6 separate regions of the Mus musculus genome follow, and regions 1, 2, 3, 4 and 5 are each linked to region 6. Evidence: chromatin contacts called from public ChIA-PET and promoter capture Hi-C data. All regions are on one chromosome and are shown on one strand. The core of a region is the stretch at or near the end of the contact, and the rest is flanking DNA. Distances in the headings are between cores, read along the strand shown. Region 1 has its middle 33 kb from the start of Nr4a3. Region 2 overlaps Stx17 (syntaxin 17). Region 3 overlaps Nr4a3 (nuclear receptor subfamily 4, group A, member 3). Region 4 overlaps Invs (inversin). Region 5 holds the start of Coro2a (coronin, actin binding protein 2A). Region 6 holds the start of Alg2 (asparagine-linked glycosylation 2 (alpha-1,3-mannosyltransferase)).

Region 1 (2,700 bases), core at 180-2,679, 540 kb before region 6:
GATTTCTTTTGTGGATGAAAGAAGAGATTGTGACTACGAGATGCTGACATTTCATCATTGTTAGAGTTACATTAGCTGGATCACTTGGGAACTGGCTTGCAGTTATTAAAGGTGAAGCGGAGAAAGTGATTTCAGACCAACTGGGCATCATTTCAAAATTTTGAAAGTGATTTCAGCCAACTGGGTGGCTCAGGGGCTGCCTGAGGGAGGAGGCAAAAAAACACTGCAACCTGATCCAGAACACCTAAGACACAGAGGCAACCTAGATACCCATCATAAAACCGACAGGAGGATACTATTCTTTTTTTTAAAGAAATTTTGTCATTTGCAACATGAATGAACTTGGAGGACATTGTTATGAAATAAACTAGGCATGGGAAGAAACATGCCAGGCAGGTCTGGCTTCTGAAGTATGCTTTAACTATAGCAATATAGTATACAAAATAAAGGACTTCGTCGTTCAAGCATGCATACCATTATGTGTGTATCATTGTACTCTGGTCATATTTACCCGCTCTTTATTCTCCTGCCCCTCTCAACCCTGGATATTTTGTTTCAGACCAGCTTCCTACTACTAAAATGCCTTCTTTTTACATTAGATCTTAGCTAAAATGCCGAGATATGATGAAAAACCTACTTCTTCTGAAAGCAGCTTGATGGAAGTGTGAGCATATGACAGACCTGGAATACTCACAGTGCAGATGTGCTAACCACGGCCAGCTTAGGCATCTGTCTATAGAGGGGTGGATTAGGAGTAACGGGCGTATATGAACGGGGGGGGGGTTATACTCAGCCAAAATGAACATCAAAATGACCTTATCAGCAAGAAAAGTTGCTAGAAGTAGAGGTTATCGTGTTAAAAGAAACAGGCTAGATTTGGACAGATATGGTTTATTTTCTCTCAGACACAGAAGCTAGGTTTTTTTAAAGAAAAGAGGAAGAGACCCAATCAGAGTGGACAAAAGCGATAATGTCAGCGAGAGTAGTGAGCAAGGTCAAATTACAGTGTATGCAAGGATGGAAAATATCAGACTAATACCTATTGTTGTGCATAATAAACATATACATGTGCTTCACTCAAATGTTCGGAAAGCCCTTTGGAGAGGGACATCAGGGAATGGAGAGTTGGTCCAGTGGGTAAAGTGCTTGCTGTATAAAGCACGAGGAAGGACCTGAGTCTGGAACCTCAGCATGCACATAAAAGCTAGGCATGGCGGTGGGTGCCTGTCATTCCAGTGCTTGTTGGGGCTATGGTGGGTAGAGGGAGGACTGAGACAGACTGACTCCAGGGCTTAGTGGCCAGCCAGTGCAGTCAAAACAGAGAGTGATGGAGGAAGATGCTCAACTTTAACCTCTGTCCTCCGTGCCTAACTACACACACATGTGCACGTGACATGATAAACCACAAACCCCTACCACCCACACAGATAGAGAAAGTGTGTCTGAGGTAAGGCACAAGGGGAAAAATCCTCCCCATGGTTTATAGAACAAATCTAGATATATGCAGGACAGGGAAAACCCCCTGAACTTCATCACTGAATTAGTAGTGAAAATGTTCAACAGGCAGGAATGGATTCAAAAAGCATTATGTGAAAGCGACAACCAAATAATGTGCCTAGTAGCTGTGTCTGATTCACAGGAAATGAACAACCCTCCATGTTACACTCATTTAGCACCCCACCTAGTGATTGCCTATTGATCTACATAGAGTCGAACACGCAAATTGAAAGCATGCCATTAATAACTCTTCACAAAAAGGCCACCCAGTTCAGAGTACAGGGCATTTCTGTTACTCCAGTGAGTTCCCCCGCTTTCTGGTCCCCTGAGAGCCTGCTTGTTCACCAGTTACTAGATTAGTAGTTACTAGTTACTAGATTAACTTTACGTGCTCTAAAGCTTCTGTTGGTTAATGATCGCTGGTGAGAGGGGTCACACTCCCCAGTCCCTAACCACTCCTGACCTGTCCTCGTGCAGACAACCTTTACTAAATGGAACTGGCCACAAGCAAGCTTACAAGACATGAAGATAGGTGGGGGAGTTGTGGGAAGAAGGGTGTAGTGAGAGGAGGAAAGGGCTAAGAGGAGAACAAGGGTGAATACTATCAAAGTTCCCCTCCCCCTTTCTAATAGATCTATAATGAAATTGTGAAAGAATAAATTAGAAGAAAAAAACGGCCTCTTCATGGACCTCTGAGGTATTTTTTTCTTAAAATAATATTTTTGAGATTTATCAAAAATATTTTCTTGTGACTTCTAGTCACTATAAAAATACTGGAAAACATTCTATCTTACATTTACACTTCATTTTCATTTTCTTTTTTTTTTGGACATTTGGTCTATTTACAATTTTTATTATTATGGATAAAGTACCCATGGGGACTGGGGAGGTGATTTAGTTAGAAAAGACCTGGAGGGCATCATCCTGAGCGAGGTAACCCAATCATAAAAGAACTCACATGATATGTACTCACTGATAAGTGGATATTAGCCCAGAAACTTACAATACCCAAGATACAAGATACAATCTGCAAAACACATGAAACTCAAGAAGAACGAAGACCAAAATGTGGACACTTGGCCCCTTCTTAGAATTGGGAACAAAACACCCATGGAAGGAGTTACAAAGACAAAGTTTGGAGCTGAGACGAAAGGATGGACCATCTAGAGACTGCCATATCTGGGGATCCATCCCATAATCAGC
Region 2 (2,700 bases), core at 122-2,621, 710 kb before region 6:
CCATGCCATTTTGCTTCATGTGAATCCTTACTCACTTGAAGATTATAGCCCCTTTTCCATCAAGCATATTCTTTCTTACCTAGTGCTCAAACACCAGGCTCTGCAAAGCCTCCTTATTCATTTCTAGTTATTCCTTCATCGAGGTCTCTGATACTTTTCCACCCTCTTCCTGGTACTTACCATGCTTTGTGGCGTCTTACTGGCTTTGGGTAACTCCACAGCTTATGATACATTCTACAGGTCTGTTTCTATATATGACACTAGCACTCAATATACAACAGGAATTCAGTTTATGTTTGTCAAATGGGTGAATTTTATTGCATATTTCCTTATTCAAGCATCACTCAGCAACATAACAGCAAACAAATGCAGAAAGGATTGAGTTTTGCACAAGTCCCCACCGTTTAACCTTTCCTTGTCCTTACCTTGCCACAGCTAGGGTTCAATAATGTGGAAAACTCCTTTTAGGGGTTTAGCTGATGAAACTCAGTAACACAATTCAGTAATTAACACTAAGAGGAATATCTCAAATGTTTGAGATGTGTATGCAAAAAGCAAACTATTGTGTGTCCTGCTCAAACAAGAGTGCTCACAGGAGCCCATAGGCCTTCCCTTGCTGTTGCAGGGATCCTCGTGCTTTGGCTGCCAAGGCACTGGCACTGCTTGGAAAGCTAAGAAACTGCATCTAATTGCTTCTTTTTAGATGAATTTATATTCTTACATTTCTTTCCATTTTGCCTGATTTAGACCATTGAAGTTGAGCTGAGAGAGTGCAAGCTTCATCAGGCAACTTGACATGGCCTAACCAAACCTTAATAGACACGCATGGAGGATCCCCCCCCCACACACACCCCAAATCATTCTCTTAGATCTTAGATACAAAGTAGCTTTGTGATCTTGGGCAAATTATTTGCCTTTGACACTTTTTTGTTTTTATTCCAATATATTTGTTGGGTTAATATTGCACAAATATTTTTTGTCACAAGTTAGTATCTTTGAAGGTAGCAATGTAGATACATAGTTCTTTTATTATTATTAACACTCAAGTTCTTATGTGAAATGGTGCCAACTGGTGAATACAAACAGAACCACTCATTAGGAATACGTGTTAATAGCAGTTACAAAACAGAGTTGGATGTGCGTAATCCCAGCAGGAGGATTGCAAGTTCAAAACGAGCCTGGGCTTCCAGTAAAACCTGATTTCAGAAAACAGAAACAACACAACTCCACATACAAAAAGAATCTGAAGCCAGAGGGGAAGCACTTGCTAGGCCTCAGGCAACTTTGGGGATGTCACCAGACATGTGTAAACACCTGGGAGCAACAGTAGCATTCTTCTCTAGGATGGTAAGGTGTGGCTTGCCCAGGAGGGTCTTGCTCCAGGCTTTCACTCCTCTCTCCAGAGGCCATGTGATCAGTGAAGGGCTTCTGAGGCATTCTTGAGAAATGCCTTTGTTTTCTAACAACTCAAAAGGTTTGGCTTCTGGACTTTTACTGGAAGGAAATACTGTGTGCTAGAGATTTGTAGTTGTGTTTCCAAACTTCTTGTTATCAGTAGGTGTTACCAGCTTCCAGTCCTCACTCTGCAGAAGACATGAACACGGAAGGTGGACAGGCAGGACAGCTGTGGCTAGGTAGGAGTTTCGGGTAAACCCCAGTCCGTGCTCCAGAGGTCTGGCGAGTTCTAGGCAGCTTCAGTATGCTTCATTCTAGGCTCCTGTGTGTGAGGTAGGAGTAAGCCAACAGAAGACACAGAATTGAGATGGGGAGAGAATTGGGTCACAAGGTATGGGAAACCAGTCTGAGGCCGACACACTGGATGTGGCTTTTCTTATTTAACATGCAATTTTGTTTTTGATGGCAATCCAAAAGCAGATGTTCAGAAATAGGCTATTGCCTGCCCCCCACCGTTTGTGCCTGGCTTCCCGGGGGCATCATTTAAAGCATAATGATTAATTGATTCTAAATGCTATGAGAGATTTGTTTAAAAGTAGTGTTTACTTTTAATTATATAAAACATTTTGAACAGTGATCATAGCCTATGATATGAACCAATGTGTAGAGGATAGGGTGGGATAGCAGTGTTCATTTTATACTTAAGCTCTGTGTTCTATGCATGGCCACAATTAAGAACAGGCTGTGGACACCCGATGAGGCCAGAAGACAAAGAAGTAAACGGACAGCATGGGTTGTCCCCTGCTGGCCTTACAAGTCTCTGAGCTTCAGGGAGGCAGCACAGCATGGCAGAGTGTGGCTCAGCAGAACCCATTCCATCCAGGCTTCCTGCCCTTGGAATGAATGGAAAGACTGCAAATTACTTAATTCCTCTGAGGCCCGGTTACCCTTTCCATAAATAACTGGCAAACTGCTTGGGAAACACCAGTTCTTCCTTAGGGAAGGGTGTTTTCTGAAAACTGAGGGTGGTAATCCATTTGTAGACTGAGACTGGTTTTGTGGGTTGAAGTTAGCATGTTGAAGAAACAGAACATCAGAATGTACTGCACACAATGGTAAACATTTTTCATGGATACACGTTCAATCCTAATACGTTTTTTACTGTGGGCTACATCAAAATTTCAGAGGAATTATCAGATTATAACATCAAAAAGTCTTTAGGGGGACTGCCTATACTAATATGAAGTCTCTACAAATTTTAAGACATTAAAATGATTCTTTTTAACTAGTTGAAATAAAAATAAG
Region 3 (2,700 bases), core at 27-2,526, 600 kb before region 6:
GGTACTAAAGAACTTTCCAAACTCCCAGACTTCCCAGGCAGAAGCCCCCCTCTTCGTGCCTCTCAGCTCTGTCAGTTGTGAGCTGGGTGACTTTGGGGCGTTTCCACACTTGTGAAAGAGGGCTAAAAATGCCAGTTGCTTTTTGTCTTGCTCTGAGAATGAAATGATCTTTACATAGCAAGTACTTGGAATAATGTCAGGTACTTGGAATATAGTAGACACTTAATAAATACTTGCAAATACGCTGTTTTTAAAACTCCATTCATTACCTTTCGTGCCAGCCATGGCTCTGAGTTCATCTGCTAATGGTACAGAAATCTCCCTTCTCCCAAACTCATAATAACCTCTGGGGATTCCTTCCCTGGGGTCCTATTCCAGAATCTTTAGTTACTCTCTGTGTGGTGTTCCTTGCATCTGTGTTTTCTCAATGAGAATTTCCTCTGGACAAGATCTCTAATATCTGCTGCCTGCGTTGTTTTAATTGCTTTTGACTGGCTTCCTTGCTGTGATCCATCCCAGGTACTTCCAGATTTATTAAGCAACACTAAAACCACATATGTGAAACTCTTGGCATAGTGCCAGGTACGGTCTAAAAAAATATTAGCTATCATTAATGTTAAAGAGTCCTAATTGACAATAGGTTCCGTTGTTCCTCAAGAGTGGCTCGCATCCCAGAGGAGTCAACAAAGCCCAGGAACCTCTGAGAAACGCACAACCGTAGGCCCTGCTCCAGGCCCACACAACTAGCATATGTAACTTAACCCTATGTCCAATGCTCTGTATGCCGGGTGGAGAAGCTCAGCCCTAGGGAGTCCTTGCCCTCAAAGCTGCTGGGCAGCATCTCTATCCTATGTTCACCTCATCTCGGTAAACCCCGTTTCCCAAGGCATCTTATTTTACTGCCTATGAGAGCCCTCTCCCAAAGAAGCTTGTTCCCACGTCAATGTTCGATGCTGGTTTCTTACATTGAGCTAACGTTTGCTATTTCACAGTTCACACTTCTGCCTCTTGGTTGATAAGAGAAGCCCCAGGATCTCCTCCTCAGAGCAGAAGGCAGTGCATAGAGACAGGGACGGATAGCATTCAACAGTAGCCCATCCCCCCAAGCCAGCTTTCTTGAGCAGGTCTTGGGCCACTGGCCAACTTTGAGATGATGACACAGTTCTAGCCAAGGAGGAAGAAAAAAAAATGGGGCTGTTCCGGAGACAGCAAACATGTAACAGGACTTCCTGCTCTGAGCCCCTCCTCTGTCTCTAGGAAGTCACACTGCTGCCACTTATTGAACCATGTGTCCTCTGCCAACTGCTGGCCAGCCCCAGAACCCACACTGGTCAGGGAGCCACAAGTTAGGTCGAGGTGCACAAAGCTGTCTTTTCTGTCTGTCTTTCTAAGACTATGGACTCCTTAAAGGGAAGGGACTCTGCGCCTGGCATGTGGCAGAGCGCCACAGACACCGACTGAATTAATCTAAGTGAAATTAGGCATCTCTCAGGGAGTCAGGCTATTTTCTAATAACAATGGTGGGCTAAAAATTATTTAGATTTTCCTAATTTGAGAGACTTGCTGATATTTGATATTTACAACACACGTGTTCGGTGAATACGGGTCATGCACCAGACAGCAGGATTTAGACTTTTGTTTGGGCCCCCAAAGTATATCCCAAGTGTGGCCATGTGAAGACCTGAACTCAGACCTTTAATCTCCACATCCATACTTGCCCTTGCCACATGGCTGATAGCTCTATTTGATGGAAAAATCAGAATGGCCAGATATTTAAAGCAAGCAGACATGCTCTGGAGCGACAGGGTGAGGGATCAGCCAAGTGCTGATCTCACACTGCCCCTAGATCTGCCTTTCTTCCATCTTAGAGGTCATGTTCCAAGAAGACCAGGAAAAATAGATAGAAGAGAAAGAACTCATTGTTCTACCTTGAATCTATAAAACAACACCTTGGGAAATTAAAAAAAAAACAAAAAACAAAACTCCACTTGGGCATCAAAATTTCTTCTGCTATTGGCTCCAAAGGACCCTTTAGAACATATTCCCCTATCGATCACTGGATAGGAAATTCATGCTTATACCCCAAGGTTATAGTTCATAGTAACAAGGCAAATATCCCAATGAGTCAGTTGTTTCACTGAAAAGCCTTTACATTTTCCCAGAGCCCAGAGACTGTGTGCAAGCTGGTGCCCCGGGAGGTGGCAACACTATCTTCCAGAGTAGATTCCTGCCTCTGCTCTCACGTTTGCTTCAGAACAGGAAGTCGTTCAGAATCATTGCTTGGACTCCTTGAAATGCTCTCCTCTTTCCGCTCTGGTCATGTATATGATTAAATCCATGAAGAAAGCACTTTGACTGTCCATGATTTCCCCACAACTGTGCTGGGCTGTTTTATGGTCATGCCCTGGATCTCTGGTTTCCCTGGTTTAGAGTGACCTTTTCATCGAAATGCTACTGCGTTAGGAAGTTATTCATGACCAGCACATTGAGTGTTCTTAATTCCCCATAACGTACCGTTTACCCAGACTTCCTCTTCACTGAACCTATCCCTTCAGAAACCTAAACATTGCCAGACATAGTGGCTTCTGCCTCTAAACCTAGAACTCTGGAGGCAGAGGCAGACAGATCTGTGAGTTCCAGGCCAGCCTGATCTACAGAGTTCAGGCACAGCCAGGGCTAAATAGTGAGACACTGTCTCAG
Region 4 (2,700 bases), core at 177-2,676, 840 kb before region 6:
CACCGTTTGGTAGAAAGAGGAGCTCATTTACCTCATGTATTACTTAGACTTAAATTTACAATTGTGTCTCTAGTACACAATTGTACATAGGTACAGTTTCCAGAGTGGATGCACCAATTTACACCTTCATGAAATGTTGAGCACTTTAGTTGGTCCACATCGCCACCACCAGCCTCTGTGCAGCAATTGCCTTGCATTTTCATTTTAGACATTCAGATGACTGAGTAGTGGTATCTTATCATGGCATTAATTTGCATTTTCCTTTTTTTTGTTGTTTTGTTTTTTGAGACAGGGTTTCACTGTATAGCCCTGGCTGTCCTGGCTGCACTCACTCTGTAGACCAGTCTGGCCTCGAACTCAGAAATTTCCTGCCTCTGCCTCCCAAGTGCTGGGATTAAAGGTGTGAGCCACCACTGCCTGGCAATTTGCATTTTCCTAATTACTAATGGTGATATGCTTGTTCATGTGCCTTTGGGTATTTTGATATAATCTTTAGTGAACCATGTCTACATGTTTCAATACAAGTAAATCTCAAAACATAATACTCAACTTTATAAAGCTGGGGAATAATATACATCATATCATGCCATTTATTTAAAAATTTTAAGCACATAACATAATGTTCTTTATATGTGTGAGTGTATGTTGGAACAATATTCATGAAATTGAAACCACCAAACTCAGTCTAACTTAGGAGAAAGAGAAATAGGGGGACAGGATTTTGGATAGTAAGTTGATTTTAAGGACATCTATTTAGCTTCATTTAAAAGAACTTATATAAAATATAAAATAATAGTTTTACTTCTTCTAAGTGTTAGGCACGTGAATGTCTTTCACTTTATTTCCTATTATACCCATATGCTTATAATCTCCATTAACATAAAAATGAATAAGGTAGAGCCCACACATATGCAAAGGCAATGAGACAGTGAATTAATTTTTTTTTAAGAGAACTGGGGATGAAGCAATTGCCTAATATGCATGAAGTTCCAAGCCCAACCTTCAGCACTGGAGAGAGAGAGAGAGAGAGAGAGAGAGAGAGAGAGAGAGAGAGAGAGAGAGAGAGAGAGAGAGAGAGAGAGACAAAGACACAGAGACAGAAACAGGTAACAATTATCTACAGATAATGATTACAAAGTTCTAGACATTTTAACATTGATAAATAATATTTTACATGAAATAATACACACATAGTACAGGACACAAATCTTAAGAAGACAGACTGACACATTTTCATGGAGCCTTATCCAATGTCAAACTAGAAAAGATCCAAAGAGCCATGTGTCTGTAAACAACTAGTAATCTCTCTGTGGTAATCTGATGTTTGTACCTATGTTGCAATATGCCATCAACACCCAGAGTAAGTTCCACTCCCAGGTGCTCTAACATGCCCAGGATCATAGGATCAAAGGTGAGGACACGACATCTGTCCCAACACCACAGTGAGTAACTGGGACTAGCAGGAACCAGGGACGCAGGAACCCCTCCTGACCAGGGCTCAGGTTCCTTCTGGTCTGGGCCGGAGTCCTGAGCAGACTTTGGGCCCAATCTCTGCAGCCAGTCCCACAACACCCAGAGTAAGCTCTACTCCAAGCTCTCTAACATGCCCAGTATCCCCGGATCCCAGGATCCCAGCATCCCTGGGACTTGGTCACACCAGAATCTCAGGGTCCCAGAGGCATCTTTACTCCCAGGAGCTCTGACACACCCAGGATCTCAGGATCACAGGATCACAGAATCACAGGATCACAGAGACAGCTTGACTCAGAGGCATTCTGACACAACCAGGACCACAGGAAAGACAGGCTCCAGTCAGACACAGCCAAGGCAGGTAGCATTAGAGATAACCAGATGGCAGGAGGTAAGTGTAAAAACATAAGCAACAGAAATCAAGGTTACTTGGCATCATCAGAACCCAATTCTCCCACCATAGCAAGTCCTGGATAAACCATCACACTGGAAAAGCAAGATTCAGATCTAAAATTACTTCTGATGATGATGATAGAGGACTTTAAGAAGCACATAAATAACTCCCTTAAAGAAATACAGGAGAACATAGGCAAGCAGCTAGAAGCCCTTACAGAGGAAACACAAAAATCCCTTAAAGAATTACAAGAAAACACATGAAGGAAATTAACAAAACTATCCAAGATCTAAAAATGGAAATTGAAACAAGAAATAACAAACTGGGTGGTGGTGGCGCACGCCTTTAATCCCAGCATTTGGGAGGCAGAGGCAGGTGGATTTCTGAGTTCGAGGCCAGCCTGGTCTACAGAGTGAGTTCCAGGACAACCAGGGCTATACAGAGAAACCCTGTCTCGAAAAAAAAACCAAAAATAAAAAAAAACCAAAAAAAGAAAGAAAGAAAGAAAGAAAGAAAGAAGAAAGAAGGAAAGAAAGAAAGAAAGAAGAAAGAAAGAAAGAAAGAAAGAAAGAAAGAAAGAAAGAAAGAAAGAAAGAAAGAAAGAAAGAAAGAAAGAGAGAAGTCACAAAGGGACACAACTCTGAAGTTAGAAAAGCTAGGAAAGAGATCAGGAGTCACAGATGCAAGCATCACCAACAATACAAGAGATAGAAGAGAGACTCTCAGGTGCAGAAGATACCATAGAAAACATTGACACAACAGCCAAAGAAAATGCAAAAGGCAAAAAGCTCCTAACCAGAATCTTCCAGGAAATCCAGGACACAATGAGAAGACCA
Region 5 (2,700 bases), core at 149-2,648, 870 kb after region 6:
GGACCCTCCTTAAAAAAATTAATAAATGGGCTGGTAAAATGCCTAAGAGGGTGATAGTGCTGTCTCAGGAGCCAGGCAGCCTGAGACCTGTCCCCAGGAACCATGTAAAAAGCTGAATGCAGCCCTCCTACTTGGAGATGGGAGGCATCTGATATATTGCCCGATAGCTCAGGGACAGTCAGCCAGGAATATGTAGCATTGCAGAAATAAGATGAAAGGAAAGAACTAACTTCTGAAAGTTTGCACACACACACACACACACACACACACACACACACACTCGTTAAAAAGTGACAAAAATGTTTTAGATTACCATGGACCCTTGAGGGCAAAGGTCCAACTGCTGCGGTTGTGCGCTGTGTGCTTCTGCCAGTGCAGCTCCAAGCGGGATGCAGGGGGAATTCAGACGTGGGAAACCCACAGCTCTAGGAAGAAAACCGGCCCAGGGCCCTGTGGTTCAGCAGGAACTAGAGGAAGGCTTTAGCGACTGCTGTTCTAAAGTGATCAAGGACTCACCAGAGCTGAGTGTGGTGGTGTAGTCCTACAATCCCAGCTCCTAGAGGCTGAGGGAGGAAGATGGCTAGTTCAAAGCCAACCTAAGCAATTTAGTGAACTCTTGTTTCAGAAAAAGAGGAGAGGTCTCACAGTGTAGCTCAAAGGTAGAATACTTGCCTGGCAAGCATATGCACGGTCCTAATGTTCAATCCCACCATCACAAATCATACACACACACACATTAAATTTGTTATAGAGCCTACCAAGAACTCAGCTAAAGTCTCAACTTCTTGTCTATGAAATGGGAGTATTATGACTACATTGAAGGCGTTGGTAGATCAAATGTAATAAATTGTGTTCTTAGTTAACAATATATACAATACCTACTTTGTGCCAGGTACAGTGCTAGTCTCCCTCCTCCCCCCCGCCCCCCACCAAACACATCACTACAAGACACGAAGAACACTTTCCAAGACAGGTGGTGTGGCGTGGTTATTATGAAAGATATGACGTCCTATCTTCCATATTCAGTGAGCACCCGGCTGAAAGAGGGAGCGGCTTGGACGCAGCGCCCCCTAATGGCAGCAGTGGGAAGGATCTCCCGGATGCGCAGCCGCCCTCCGCTCTCCAGTTCTCCCGCCGCCTGCAGAGCTGCGGTCCCGGCGCTCGCTGCGGGATCCAGCTTCGAGCCATCTGGGAGGCAGGCGCGATGACAGTCTCCATCTCAGCAAGGGGAAACTGAGGTTCGGGACCCGAGTCCCACCCAAAGCCTGCGGCGAGAGCGTGTCGGAGGCGAGAGTGTGTGCACGCGGGACGGGAACCGAGCTGCGGGCGACGGGCGGCGCACAGGCGGGGCCTCTCCGTCCCGCCCCGCCCCGACCCCGCCCGGCCCGGTCCCGCCCGCCGGGCTGCGCGGGGAGGCGGCGGCACTGGGCGCGGGGACTCGGCGGGCGGCGCGAAGCGCGGAGCGGGAGCCGGAGCCGCCGCCGCCGCCACCTGCGCGGCAGCCAACAAGGTAGGGTGGGACCGGGCCGGGCGGGACGCTCGCTGCGCCCGGGCTGCGGCTCTGTGGCGGGAGGGATGCTGTCCCCGGCGTCGCGGAGACCTATCCTCCAGACCCCCGCACGATCTCACACAAAGCTCTGCCCCGCTCCAGTCCTCAGTTTCCCCATCGGGATACTGGTGCGGCCGCTCCCTCAGTGGGTGACTAGGAGCAGCGACCCCCAGGTTCGCGCTCCAGAGGTTAGGGGCCAGTCCTTACCGCCCGCGCCTCTTGCGGCGGTGAGCGGCCCGCCCTGGGCGCGGCAGCCAGTCTCGACAGGCCCCGGTGTGGCCCAGGTGCCCCGTGGACCCGAGTCGTGATTGTTCCTGTCCTGGCTGGGTTACCCGCGGGGGCCTCAGCTTCCAGTCCCGGGAAACGGTGGAGGAGGAAGCATCCCTGAGTCCCTGCCGAGGCGACCTGGGCGCGCGGGTGGGGCGAGCAGTCTGCTACCCAGACCAGGCTCATCGCCTGGAGCTGGAGGAGGAGCCCCGCGCTGGCAATGGCCAGATCTCAGCCTCAGACCTGCCTGGACCCGAGCCGAGCAAACACCCACCTGCATTCGGGCAATGGAGAAGGACGTCCTGGTCCGCGCCCTGGCCAGCTGCCGGAGCCCAGTTCTGCGTACCAGCCTGGTGGGACAGGGTTGGTACTACCACACTCGGTCCTCAGTCCACTTGCCAGGAAAACAGTGTCTCCGGGGGTTGGGGGACTGAGCATGTATCTAGGGGTGCAGTGACTCCAGGATCTTTAAAGACCTCTGGTGTAGGGCTGGGAAGTTCTATAAGATGCCTTTTGATGAAGGTCTTATGTTGCATTCTTCTCGAGATGGGGACTCTCACTAGCGAAACTGGGGAATCTGGTCCCACTGTGGCTGCAATCCTGATAGTGTCCCTTAGCTAGCATGTGGCCCTTCTGTCTCAGAGCCTGCTCTTCTGCGAATGCTCCAGGGACTTGTTCATAACCACCTGTGCCTCAGCACAGGAATGTGTCCTTACACGTCCCTCGCCTCCAGACATCTCTTGAGGGATGTGGAGGGAGAGAAAGGCTTAAGCCCATCTCTGGACACTTCTGCCTCATTTCCTGACATCTGTCCCCACTAAGGAACAGGCTCAGCACCTCCTGATCGCCTGTCTCCCTCTCCCTCACCCAAGGACTTTCTTAAG
Region 6 (2,700 bases), core at 201-2,700:
TTGAGGGCTAAACTGGGGGGACAGAAATGGAGGAAAAAAAGTAGTGAGGTCTTCCTATGAAATATGGCATATGACTGTACAGAGAAGACACACCAAATTAAAAAAGATAAATAACTGGAGTTTCTAGATTTCTATAAATAAGCAGTGACATTTAAAAATAAGGAGACCCTGAAGCTGGAAAAGTGGCTGAGAGGTTAAGAATACCTGTTGCTCCTGCAGAGAACCCCAAATCGGTCCCCAGTACTCATATGGTAGCTCACAATCATTCATAACTGCAGTTTCAGGTGACCTCCAAGGACACCAGGCAAGAAAGAGATGCGCGCGCGCACACACACACATACATACACACACACACACACACACACAGGTGCGTGCAATACACACACATACACAAAATAGACTTAAAAAGAAAGACACACACACAGCTGGGATGGGGAACCAGGGTGACAGACTGTGTAAGACACATTTTGTTAAACTGAGTGTGTATGGGACCTCCATATGGAAGACTGAAAGGTAAAGCCTCAGACACACCAGCTTTATGCCAACGCTTTTCCTAAAGTTATTCCTGATCCTAGTCTAATTTACCTTTAACTAAAGTGGTGCGTGCAGCTGATCAAGGAGAGGAAAACCATGCCTCCCTCCTAAAGGGCCTTTAACTAACTAGATGGCCACGTCAGCTCGGGCTCACTCGGCCCCTATTAATCTTTCCATCCTGGAACTCCTCCTTCCAGCAATGCAATGCAACCCTGGGTACCTAGCCTCCTCCAGCCATAACCGGGCGTCCCCCGCAAGCCCCCAGCCACTTACCTCTGCCGAACAGTGGATCCCGCAGCCCGTGCGGCCACCGCTTTGCTGGGAGAGCGGCCAGAGGAGCCCACGTTGGTGCCACTGGGCGTTGGACCCGGCTGCAGAGGGAAGCAGACAAACAGTGAACATCGCGGGTCAAATCCTCTTCACACCCCCGACCCCACACCCACCCGAGAAGCTGGGAAGAGCAATGAGGTCCCAGAAAGGAAGACCAAGATAGGGGCTAGTGCACCCCATGGAAGCGGGGACCGCGCACCATGCTGATGCCTAAGAACGGTGGGCACAGGAGGCAGGAAGAGGGAAGTCGTGAAGTTGCCGAGCACTCAGAACTCTCGTAGATACAGGCTCTGGCACCGCCCCCCGGCCGGCTGGCAGGGCCTTCGCAGACTCTTGGATGACTGGGCTGTCCTGAGATATGCCTGTAAAGATTACGCCGACAACAACTGGGCCGTGTGAAAGTACAGCCCTTTCGCTTCTTTTATGTAATTTATTTAGCGTGCTTAATATGGTCAAACATCACCAAATTGCAAGCTTTGGACAGGTCCACATGAGAAATTGAGTCAGGCATTTTCTTAGCGCCCACAAGCTTATCGCTGATGTGGCCTAAACTAACGCAGGCGTAGTTGCGCTGGCTCGGCTTTCAGTAGCCAGAGGGGGCCAGGGGCGGAGCTTGCAGGAGCTTGCAGAAGCTCGCGCGGAGAGCGCAAGCGCGGCTCATCTACCATGGCCGAAAACCTGTACCGAGCCCGTTCCCGGGTTTACAGCCCATCTGTGCTGTTTCTGCACCCAGACATGGGTATAGGCGGAGCCGAGCGCCTAGTGCTGGACGCGGCGCTGGCGCTGCAGGAGTACGGCTGTGATGTGAAGATATGGACCGCGCACTACGACCCGAACCACTGCTTCATCGAGACCCGCGAGCTCTCGGTGCAATGCGCAGGGGACTGGCTGCCTCGCAGCCTGGGCTGGGGCGGCCGCGGCGCCGCCATCTGCTCCTACGTGCGCATGGTCTTTCTGGCGCTCTACGTGCTGTTTCTCTCCGGCGAGGAGTTCGACGTGGTGGTGTGCGACCAGGTGAGGCCGCCACCAATTCTTGGCTGGGGGGGGGGGGGGGGGGCGGCGCCGAGAGGGGGGGAGGGACCGCTGTTCTAGGTTTTTAGGAACTGTCCAGCAGGAGTCCCCAGGGAGAGAACGGCCACCAATTTTAGTATGGATAGACCCTTTAAAATGGCAGATCTCAGGGACATCTCTCCCCCGCCCCCTTCCTTTCGTTGAAGATCCTTGAGGTAGGGCTTATGTGTCTGCATTTTAAATGTTTAGCCTTGGGACTAAAATGATTGGATCCAGGTGGTTGCTGGCATTAAAAGACGACTTCCGGCCACACCTTGTATGTGACTCAATTTACTCTTCTTTCTTCTCCGTTATTCCTTTGTCTCTGCTTTCAGGTCCCATCCATCCCACCCTTCCAGTCTTTCTAATACTGCCATTCCAGTACTTAGCAGTGCCACGGATTAAAGTCAAGCTAAACATATCGTTTCCCCATTAGGGTCCCCATTGGTCTTTGGAGAAAAATCCAGTTATTTTGTCTATACAAGTGTCTGAGCTTGCATATCAAAACCAGAGGTCAGCTAATATTCACCTGAACATTGGAGTCAGGCTCTCTCACTGAACCTGGAACTGAAAGATTGAGCTAGACTTTTGGACAGGTGTGCACTGCCATACCCAACATTCCTGGAGCCAACCCTCAGTCCTCAGTGTTTTTTTTTTTTTAATTAAGAAGTAACATTTACTCAGGAGTAAAAGTTCAAATAGGAAGTATAATGTAAAAATTCCCTGTCCCCATCCTTGAGAGGGCGAGCCATTGTCAACAGTGTCTTCTGCATCCTTCCAGAAGTG

Evidence for each region. Promoter capture Hi-C pulls out the DNA fragments that hold promoters and counts their contacts. ChIA-PET counts read pairs in DNA pulled down with a chosen protein or histone mark.
Region 1: an RNA polymerase II ChIA-PET map of memory CD8 T cells shows a contact between it and region 6, with 5 read pairs. The contact joins the enhancer-like site here to the promoter of Alg2 in region 6. A contact is called at or near these places in 8 of 39 promoter capture datasets (3T3-L1-derived adipocytes, the SN4741 cell line, cranial neural crest and 5 more), 5 of 115 datasets of contacts at active chromatin or transcription factors (bone marrow-derived macrophages, embryonic midbrain, embryonic stem cells and 2 more) and 1 of 9 other capture datasets (liver).
Region 2: a promoter capture Hi-C map of trophoblast stem cells shows a contact between it and region 6, with 7 times the contacts expected there. The contact joins the enhancer-like site here to the promoter of Alg2 in region 6. A contact is called at or near these places in 15 of 39 promoter capture datasets (the 3T3-L1 cell line, 3T3-L1-derived adipocytes, the C10 cell line and 11 more), 14 of 115 datasets of contacts at active chromatin or transcription factors (the 230-238 cell line, bone marrow-derived macrophages, craniofacial prominence and 11 more) and 2 of 9 other capture datasets (adipose tissue and macrophages).
Region 3: a contact with region 6 is called in an RNA polymerase II ChIA-PET map of memory CD8 T cells, with 23 read pairs. The contact joins the enhancer-like site here to the promoter of Alg2 in region 6. A contact is called at or near these places in 13 of 39 promoter capture datasets (3T3-L1-derived adipocytes, the C10 cell line, the HPC-7 cell line and 10 more), 21 of 115 datasets of contacts at active chromatin or transcription factors (the 230-238 cell line, T-cell acute lymphoblastic leukemia, astrocytes and 14 more) and 2 of 9 other capture datasets (adipose tissue and liver).
Region 4: a promoter capture Hi-C map of liver shows a contact between it and region 6, with 2.5 times the contacts expected there. The contact joins the enhancer-like site here to the promoter of Alg2 in region 6. A contact is called at or near these places in 14 of 39 promoter capture datasets (the 3T3-L1 cell line, 3T3-L1-derived adipocytes, the C10 cell line and 9 more) and 13 of 115 datasets of contacts at active chromatin or transcription factors (the 230-238 cell line, bone marrow-derived macrophages, embryonic forebrain and 8 more).
Region 5: a promoter capture Hi-C map of hippocampal neurons shows a contact between it and region 6, with 3 times the contacts expected there. The contact joins the promoter of Coro2a here to the promoter of Alg2 in region 6. A contact is called at or near these places in 5 of 39 promoter capture datasets (hippocampal neurons, liver, pre-B cells and 1 more) and 1 of 9 other capture datasets (adipose tissue).

The regions. Positions count from the first base shown.
Region 1 is chr4:48,011,185-48,013,884 of GRCm38.p6, reverse strand. No RefSeq gene overlaps it. Among named protein-coding and RNA genes, the nearest start is that of Nr4a3, 33 kb to the left of the region's middle. Within about 2 kb of position 1,429, at least 23 of the 459 cell types and tissues checked have an H3K27ac peak or open chromatin away from gene starts, as enhancers often do. A contact at or near this core is called in memory CD8 T cells, where this site is marked.
Region 2 is chr4:48,184,097-48,186,796 of GRCm38.p6, reverse strand. Stx17 (syntaxin 17) reads right to left here. Exons shown (of 8, transcript NM_026343.2): 8 at 290-2,700. Among named protein-coding and RNA genes, the nearest start is that of Mir1958, 28 kb to the left of the region's middle. Within about 2 kb of position 1,371, at least 12 of the 459 cell types and tissues checked have an H3K27ac peak or open chromatin away from gene starts, as enhancers often do. A contact at or near this core is called in trophoblast stem cells, where this site is marked.
Region 3 is chr4:48,075,372-48,078,071 of GRCm38.p6, reverse strand. All of the region lies in intron 7 of Nr4a3 (nuclear receptor subfamily 4, group A, member 3), which reads right to left. Among named protein-coding and RNA genes, the nearest start is that of Nr4a3, 31 kb to the right of the region's middle. Within about 2 kb of position 1,276, at least 36 of the 459 cell types and tissues checked have an H3K27ac peak or open chromatin away from gene starts, as enhancers often do. A contact at or near this core is called in effector CD8 T cells, memory CD8 T cells and neural stem cells, where this site is marked.
Region 4 is chr4:48,313,702-48,316,401 of GRCm38.p6, reverse strand. The region is part of intron 3 of Invs (inversin); the gene reads right to left. Among named protein-coding and RNA genes, the nearest start is that of Invs, 35 kb to the right of the region's middle. Within about 2 kb of position 1,426, at least 7 of the 459 cell types and tissues checked have an H3K27ac peak or open chromatin away from gene starts, as enhancers often do. A contact at or near this core is called in liver, where this site is marked.
Region 5 is chr4:46,600,627-46,603,326 of GRCm38.p6, reverse strand. It overlaps Coro2a (coronin, actin binding protein 2A), which reads left to right and starts at 1,398. Exons shown (of 12, transcript NM_001164804.1): 1 at 1,398-1,510.
Region 6 is chr4:47,473,117-47,475,816 of GRCm38.p6, reverse strand. It overlaps Alg2 (asparagine-linked glycosylation 2 (alpha-1,3-mannosyltransferase)), which reads left to right and starts at 1,450. Exons shown (of 2, transcript NM_019998.3): 1 at 1,450-1,878. The coding sequence starts at 1,531. It overlaps Sec61b (Sec61 beta subunit), which reads right to left and starts at 1,156. Exons shown (of 4, transcript NM_024171.2): 1 at 1,064-1,156; 2 at 808-905. The coding sequence starts at 1,066.